3 separate regions of the Zea mays genome follow, and all the other regions are linked to region 1. A link is a contact called in public Hi-C data. All regions are on one chromosome and are shown on one strand. Each heading gives the region's core, a stretch centred on a gene start, on an enhancer-like site or on the middle of the called end of the contact. The rest is flanking DNA. Distances are from core to core; before and after follow the strand shown. Region 1 holds the start of LOC111274019. Region 2 holds the start of LOC103637695 (probable ADP-ribosylation factor GTPase-activating protein AGD8). Region 3 holds the start of LOC100194368 (nonsense-mediated mRNA decay NMD3 family protein).

The links. Hi-C and Micro-C count contacts between places; a contact is called where the count stands out from the background.
Region 2: a Hi-C map of ear shows a contact between it and region 1, with 4 times the contacts expected there. The contact joins the promoter of LOC103637695 here to the promoter of LOC111274019 in region 1. A contact is called at or near these places in 6 of 25 Hi-C or Micro-C datasets (bundle sheath, ear, leaf and 1 more).
Region 3: a Hi-C map of bundle sheath shows a contact between it and region 1, with 3 times the contacts expected there. The contact joins the promoter of LOC100194368 here to the promoter of LOC111274019 in region 1. A contact is called at or near these places in 7 of 25 Hi-C or Micro-C datasets (bundle sheath, ear, endosperm and 1 more).

Annotation. Positions count from the first base shown.
Region 1 is chr1:100,271,130-100,273,965 of Zm-B73-REFERENCE-NAM-5.0, forward strand. It overlaps LOC111274019, which reads left to right and starts at 1,449. Exons shown (of 2, transcript NM_001357142.1): 1 at 1,449-1,692; 2 at 2,595-2,836.
Region 2 is chr1:99,948,734-99,951,569 of Zm-B73-REFERENCE-NAM-5.0, forward strand. LOC103637695 (probable ADP-ribosylation factor GTPase-activating protein AGD8) reads left to right here and starts at 1,450. Exons shown (of 7, transcript XM_008660358.2): 1 at 1,450-1,808; 2 at 1,960-2,078. The coding sequence starts at 1,509.
Region 3 is chr1:100,560,243-100,563,078 of Zm-B73-REFERENCE-NAM-5.0, forward strand. It overlaps LOC100194368 (nonsense-mediated mRNA decay NMD3 family protein), which reads left to right and starts at 1,448. Exons shown (of 2, transcript NM_001374348.1): 1 at 1,448-2,836. The coding sequence starts at 1,642.

The DNA.
Region 1 (2,836 bases), core at 199-2,698:
ACAGAGTTGGTGGTGGTGTTGTGTCGCTTCGGCGGGTCCAGGGTTGGGAAAAACACTCACATTCTCTCGCCCTCCTTGGATTGACGCCTGGTGCAGGTGCCTCTCGGTTTGGAGTTGCTCCGGCTAGGCTTCTTTCTCCGCTTGCATGCTCTCTCCTTATATATCTAGCCGTATGCTACCTATGTCGCCTCCAGATGCCCAGGTATTTGTTGTGTCCTTCTCCGGCAACGAACAAGTATGTCTGCCTCTTCCCTTCCCCTCCTACTCTACGAAACCATGAAAGTGATGGAGGCGAGGGATGAGAGTCTCTGATTTGCTACCTATGGGACCCGTGCATTTATAAAAATTATTATGGGAAGAGCAGAGACAATTAATAAAAAATCTTGAAATCTTTTTGGTGGATAATTTACGTGAGTATTATTGTGAGCCGTCGCAACGTACGGGTAACCGACTAGTATAAGTAAATGCATGGGTAATCAATCCATCATGGGGCCGGAGCACAGTAATATCCGGTTTTATTTGCAATTTCCCACCCCCTAATCATCCTGTACAGTATGAATCCATGTCTCTGCACTTTTGGGCCGGACAAGGCGGGGGGGGGGGGGGGGGGGGGCAACTGAACTGATGGTAGTGCAAGCTTTTGAGATGAGAAAAAATGGTGGTGGTGGTGGCAGGTTTGTTCTAGTAAGACTAGCTTGGAATGGGAGAGGAAAATGGGGAAACGAAGGGTAGGGCCTAGGCCTTGCCGATGGTGCGGCACAGGCAGGCATGATGATGGTTGGTACCGACGGCAGGGCATGAGTATCCGTTTGTGTGGTTGGAGCGACGATCAATGTTGGAGATTATGGGATGGATAACAATTAGATTATATATGTTGTGTAGTGGTTCAGCTTAATCATATGCATGATGCATGGGGGTTTGCTCCTAGCTAGCCAGGTCATCAGGCGGGGGTGTTTGGTTACACCCCGCTAAAATTTAGCCCCTGTCCCATCAAATGTTTGAACCTCCGTTCCAGGTATTAAATGTAGTCGGATTATAAAACTAATTTGTCAGCCGAAGATTAAAAGACGAGACGAATCTAGTCCAGATGGTTGGGTCTATATTTCATACTCCTATTTAAAAGTCAAACGCTTGATGTGACCCGAGCTAAACTTTAGCAGGAGCAACCAAACACCTCAAAAGCTAGTCGATCGAATAGTCCAAGTCCCATCCATGCTGTGCCGCTGATTGACGTGCTCGATCGGGCTCGGCTCTAGGCCTACTCTAGCTAGCTGCAGCCTGCAAAGGGAGAGACCATTATATAGGGGCTGATTGGTTACCTGTTTGCGCTCGTGCAGGGCCCATCGGATACAGTTTTTGACAGTGCCGTGTGTTTGGTTGCTTGAACAAATGTTTGAGCCAGGTCACGCTCGTGCAAAATAACCATCTCATCCAGGCCCATCACAAACGGCCAAAATCTCCGTTTCTCCAGAGCCAGGCTCCACTCGCTCCCTGTCCTCGCAGCTCAGAGCACGCGCAGGCCCCTTCCCTGTGTCCTGGCGTGGAGCTCGCGCAGCCGCCTCGCCTCGCCTGGAGCTCGCGCAGCCGCCTCGCCTGGATCTCGCGCTAGGGTTGGAGCCAGGGTCCTCACAGCCGCCTCTATCCTCGCCTGGAGCTCGCGCTAGGGTTCCTCTCGCAGCCGCCGCTGTTGAGGTCAGACTCTGCCTTCTCCTCTCACCCTCAAGCTCTCCCTCTCCCGTCTCCTCTCCCCGCTCCGAACACTGGGCCGGTCGATCGTCCGCCGCACCCCCTTGCGGTCACGGTTCTCTTCTTCTCTGTCTCTCGCGCACAGATCTCACTCTCCGACGCTAGATGCACTTGCTCCTGGTACTACCGGGTAACGAGGTTTGGCATTGTGGTCGGAGGCGGCCATGCCGGATGCGAGGCCGCCCTTGCTTCGTCTCGCCTCGGCGCGCGCACCCTGCTTTTACGCTCAACATTGACCGGATTGCGTGGCAGGTCTGCGCTGAGCTAGCTTTGCCCCGATGGTAGATATTCTAGTCAGGTTCATTACTGAAATTACTTGAACATTGACTCCTGATGCTAGATAATAAAAATCATGTCCCTTATATGAAGAATTGATCCATCAAACCCTGCAGTGTAGAAATTTAGCAATGTGAACTCTTACCTGTGATAACATTTTTGTAGGGCACAAATTCTGTTCCAAGGTATGAATGTACGATAGAAACTGAAGAGATGATTTTTGATTAGTATGTTGCATATCTTAGTATGCTATAGCCTATAACTATAAGGAAACATTCTTTGTTAATGAATTCCATTTAAATTTTAGTATTAGAAGTGTAGTTCTGCTTCAACTCATCTACCCTACCCAGCCTTGTAACCCTGCTGTTGGTGGCCCTGCAAAGTCTCAACTTGTCCATGAGGTAGATGCCTTTGGTGGTGAAATTGGAAAAAATACCGATAGGTACGAGTTCAAACGTCTTGTTGCCTGGAGAATGAGTTTCTCTGAGTGCAAATGGCTGAGAGTCCATATTTTGATTGCTAGTTAATCAACAAAGATATCTTAGCATACTGATTGCATCTTCTTCTGATAGGTGCTACTTGCAAAAGCGTGTACTGAACAGCTCAAAAGGCCCTGTTGTACGTGCACTGCGTGCTCAGACTGATAAGAGAGAGTATGCAATAGAGATGAAGAACAGTGTGGAAAGGTCAGTGTATACTAAGTTGCTAACTTTACTTGGATTTGTAATCTTGTCTGGCACCTCCATAAGTGGTTAGTGCTACATAATTTCTGAATATGTTTCGTTTAGCTGACCTCATTTAAGTTATGTTAATT
Region 2 (2,836 bases), core at 200-2,699, 320 kb before region 1:
TCTGAATGGCCTTTTCATCTTTAAGTCGGTTTCCTTTTCTGCTACCACGCCGAAGCTTTCCTGCTCACATCTTCGGCGCCGTATCAACCTTCGTATTATTTGGGCTTCTCCTACTGTGATATCGACTCGAGTCCGAAGATACCTGTTCACACATTATACTCCAGAAACACTGTTAAATCTTGTTTTTGAGGACCTTCGGAAGCCGAAGGCCCCCAACAGTCGTCATCTTCATGGTAACCTAGCTTTTGTTTAGCCTTTGTAAACATATCACTCAAGGAGGGTGTACCAACGAATAGCACGGGCACGTGTCACATGTCAATGAACTTAGCATTTCCATAGGGATCTTCTTCCACATTGCCTCCATGACCATGATATATGCTCAAAAAATTGTCCATCATTCAGTAACCATTATTGATGGTTATTCCCTAACCACCACCCACTAATAACTAACTACTAACTAAGTGCTAACTAATAACTAAATACTAACCAACTAATAACATAGTACTAAGTATAAAATTTGGACATCACCTCCCTGTATGGGGAGGTTACTAAAACCTCCAAATTCAAATCACATTAAACACATGGCGACCTCCATCACCTCAATCAAATCCATATTTATCACATTCAATAAAACTCACATTTACCACATTCAATCAAACTCGCGTTTATCACACTCAACCTAGTTTTTGAACTAAATAACTAACTAAAATCCTAACCAAATAACTAAAATATTAACTATATTAGCTACATACCAAGTTTTCAAACTAAATTAAAACTAAAATACTAATTAAAATACTAACTAATTAACTAAAATACTAAATACCTAATAAAAACTAACTATATATTTAAAATACTAAAAAAACTACCAATGATGGTGGTGGCGTGGGCTGCGACGCAGCTGGGCAGGGCGTGTCGCGAGGATGGAAGCGGCCCACAGCCGCGACGGCGCCCGAGGAGGAGTGGAGCCGGCGTGGCTCGAAGACAGCCGACGCGGGCACGCCGAGTCGCGGCGGTGCCTGGGGACGGGTGGAGCGGCGTGTGGTGGCATGGCGACGGAGAGGGCCAGCGAGCGCAGGAGCGTCAGAGAGGAGAAGGCAAAGAGACGAATGGAGAAAAGCCAGGAAGAACTGATCCGGTTCGGTTTAAAGGGGTAGGCGCCACAGATCTTGGTGCTTACCTCCAAACACGTTGTTGTATAGTTTAAAGGGGGTAGGCGCCAAAATCTGTGGCGCCGCCTACCCCTACCACGTGGGCGCCATATGTCGTCACCATGTTGTCGGACGTGTGCTAGACTTAGATGTCAATGCTATTGACGTCGGCCCGTGTTAGTTAGGCGTCAATAGTGTTGGCGTCGACCTATATGTCATTTTTGAAATGAAACTGAAAAGAGTATATTTCTGAAAATAAAACCGAAAATGGCTAAATTGTAAAAAAAAAAAATTTGGCCGGTATGTGTATGTCTAGGCTCTGCCGCTCTGGGGTCTAGACGACAACGCACGCAAAGGCTGATGCGTATCAACGTATGCGGATGCAGGGGCAGCACCGTCCACCTCCACCATCTTTCCTCTTCCTCCTCGCCTCCACCCCTTCCCTTCCATCTCCTCCCACCCGGCGACTCCTCTTCCTCTCTGCCGCGCCGATCGATTGGCCCACCCATCGATCGAGCACGGGGAAGAAGATTCCAGTCCGGAGTGGTTTCAATTCGGTCGGGTTCGTTGCCCGTGTGGGTGGGCGCTATGGCGGCGATGGATGCCTCGGCAGATAAGAACGCCGTCTTCCGCAAGCTTCGCGCCAAATCGGACAACAAGGTACTGTGGATTAGATTGGATTTTATGGGTGATCGATTTGATTGTGGAGTCGGGATTGATCGCACTTTCTTTTGCTCTGTGTGAGTGCCGCCTGTGCAATATTTTTTGTGTGTGTGCGAATTCCGTTTCTGATGGCGGTGCAAGCGTGCAGATGTGCTTCGATTGCAACGCCAAGAACCCGACGTGGGCGTCCGTCACCTACGGCGTCTTCCTCTGCATCGACTGCTCGGCGGCGCACCGCAGCCTCGGCGTCCACGTCTCCTTCGTCAGGTCGCCTCGCCTCACCTGCTTCTCTTCTCTTCTCACACCTGTCCACGTACGTGGACCTGTGGCCATGCCTAAATGCTTGTAGTATACTGTACTAATCTGCTGCAGTGGATTGATTGATCACATGCACATAGTAGTAATATTAATCTGCTGCAGCAGGTACCGTGACTGATTGATCACATGTTCATATGTACAAGTGCAATATATAATAAATATGATTATTTGAATGAAAATTCTGAATTTTTTCTACTTGATGTGTTTTCTGCTTCTCTTTTTTTCAGTTTTATCTGCTTATAAATTATTTTTAGTGTTCTGGTATGCCTGGCACACTTGTTTGGATGACATGTCATATGTAGTACCGAAGTCTCTTGTGATATGGTGTGGCATATACATGTCCCTGTTTGTTTGAGCTTTTTCCAGCTTCTGGTCACCAAAAGCTGTAGACTGTCAAACGCTCAGCTTTTTAGTCCGTTTCTATAAAAATCGATTTGATAAAAACCCTTCAAAATCAACATAAACACAGAATCGATGAAGTCGTTGCAATAGTAGGAATCTTCCACGAACTCTATGGACACTTTCATCTTCCTCGGCATGTAATCCCCACGATACTTAGATTCTCCTCACAGCCAGATTCTTTCCACAGCCAGATTCTCAGAAAAGCTGGTCAAAAAAGCTGAACCAAGCAGGCCCACATGTTACTAGGCATTATGCTATGCATGATGGAAAGGTCCAAAATTTCGCTTTACTTCCATGTTTACTCG
Region 3 (2,836 bases), core at 198-2,697, 290 kb after region 1:
GGTCGCACTGGACTATCTGGTGTGCCACCAGACTGTCCAGTGTGCCACAGGGGTTGGTGGATCCAACGGTCGACTGACGTGGCAGGCACTAGACAATGAACAGTGCCTTGTCCGGTGTGCACCGGACTGTCAGGTGCGCCCGTCGATAGAAAGCTGCTACTTTCTGTCCAACAACTATAATTATGGTGGGGGCTATAAATACAACCCCAACCACCTCTATCCAGGACACCCAAGCATTCAATACATCCACATTCAATACAAGAGCAAGAAATTCATTCCAAGACACATTCAGAGCTCCAAATCTCCTCAAGTGCCACAATTAAGACAAGTGATTAGTGACTTGAGAGAGTGTGATTCGTGTTTCATTTTTTGCTCTTGTTTCTTGACTTTTTAATCGTGTTTTCTTCATCTCCTTCTAAACTCTCTAAGTGACTTGTAAAGCTAGCAAGAGACACCTAAGTGTGTGGTGATCCTTGTGGGGTCTTTGTGATCCTTGAGATTAAGAAGAAGCACTCAATCGGTCTAGGTGATCGATTGAGAGAGGGAAAGGGTTGAAAAATACCCGACCTTCGTGGCCTCCTCAACGGGGAGTAGGTTCATTGCAACCGAACCTCGGAAAACAAATTATCGTATTCATTTGTGTTGATCATCAACTTGTGATTTGATTCTCCCTCTCCCGTCTCCCTCTCTAAAAGTTCTCTTGCTCACAATCCTTTGAGTTAGCTCCTCAAGTTATCCGCATTGATTGAGCAACTCATAGCAAGAAAAATTCTCTTCCATACTCTGTATTCATTATTATTTGTTTCTAATCCTAACTCCAGGTGAAGTTCGTGTTCAAAGCTTATAATTTATAGGTTTCGCCTATTCACCCCCTCTAGGTGACTTTCAAAAACACATATTAATTATAATAATCTAGCAATGTCATTAACCATGGAAATCTAAATAGGGCCTAGATGTTTTCACCGTGTGCAATCATCGTACGATCAAACTATCAAAAGTCATACAAAAATATAAAAAGTATACCTATATTTTATTATTTATTCTATCAATATATCAAGTTTTAATTTACCATATGCTAAGATATGTAAAAAAGATAAAATTCATAGTTTTTAATCATCTGTATTTGGCAATTTTTTAGATCTCTTGATGTATAATAAATTATAACTTAAAATTTGATATATTGATAGAGTAAATAATAAAATACATATATAATATTTTAATTTATTTTTAATATTTTATTTTAACGATGATTACATAGCAAACTTAATTTCACAACATTTTTTGTCAGTTAATTTAAAATTGGTTTATTTGTTAGCAGATCTGTTCTATTCCACTTCCACCGCTGTGGTGACTACAAAGAGGAGGGTAGCATAGCATAGACTTCACGGCCCATGAGCCGACATGGTCTAAAAGCCCATATAGGATCAGGATTCAGGAGGCCTCGCAATCCTTAACCGTCCCACGCGACCGTGGACTCCGTCATCGCATTCGTCACCACCTCTGCCGCCTCGCGGCCGCCGCATTCATCCCCTGCGATTACAAAACCCTACGATAGTTCTCCACCAATTCCTCTAATCCCTGGTCGCTAGGTAGTTCCTGCGCCTCCATCCCGATCCCCTGTCTGATCCAATCGTAATCAGGATGCTGCCAGGATCAGAGCCGGCGGCCGGCGGCACCGGTATGTTCGTGCCGGCGGCGACGGCGGGCACGGTGCTCTGCTGCATGTGTGGTGTGTCCATGCAGCCCAACCCGGCCAACATGTGCGCGCGCTGCCTGCGCGCTCGCGTCGACATCACCGAAGGCGTCCCGCGCCACGCCGCCGTGGTCTACTGCCCCGACTGTTCCTCCTACCTCCAGCCGCCGCGGTCCTGGCTCCGCGCCACACCCGAGTCGCCCGAGCTCATGCAGATCCTGCTCCGCCGAGTCAACCGCCCACTCGCGCGGCTACGCGTCTCCCTCTCCGGCGCCGAGTTCGTCTTCTCCGAGCCCCACTCTAAGCGCCTCCGCCTCAACCTCCGCCTCCGCCGCGAGGTGCTCCACGGCATCGTCCTCGAGCAGACGCACCCCGTCGAGTTCGTCGTCCACGACCGACTCTGCGACTCCTGCTCCCGCGCGCAGGCCAACCCCGATCAGTGGGTCGCCGTCGTCCAGCTCCGCCAGCACGTGCCCCACCGCCGCACCTTCCTCTACCTCGAGCAGCTCCTCCTAAAACACGGCCAGGCTTCCCTAGCGATCCGAGTCGCGGCGGCCCCCGGCGGCCTCGACTTCTTCTTCGGCTCGCGTTCCCATGCCGCCCGCCTGGTCGACTTCCTTGCCACCGTCGCTCCTATCCAAACTCAGACAGCGAAGCAGCTCGTCTCGCACGACACCAAGAGCAGCGTCTACAACTACAAGTACACCTTTTCGGTCGATATCTGCCCTATCTGCCGTGAGGACCTCATCGCGCTCAGTCCCCAGGCGTCCCGGGACATGGGTGGCCTTGGCCCGCTCGTGCTCTGTGTCAAGGTCACAAATGCCATTGCTCTTCTTGATCCCCTCACGCTGCGAGTGCACCACCTGGAGGAGAAAAAATACAGGGTCTATAATTTCAAGGCAACTCTCACCAGCAAGCAGCTTGTGGAGTACATTGTGCTCGACATAGAACAAGAATCGCCTGAAATTTCTATTGATGGGTCTCGATACCAATTGGCTTATGCTCAGGTTGCCCGGGTGTCAGATTTCGGGAAGAATGACACCATCTTTACTGTGAGGACGCATCTTGGGCACCTGCTGAACCCTGGTGATCATGCCCTTGGGTATGATCTCTATGGTGCCAACCTAAATGATGATGACATGA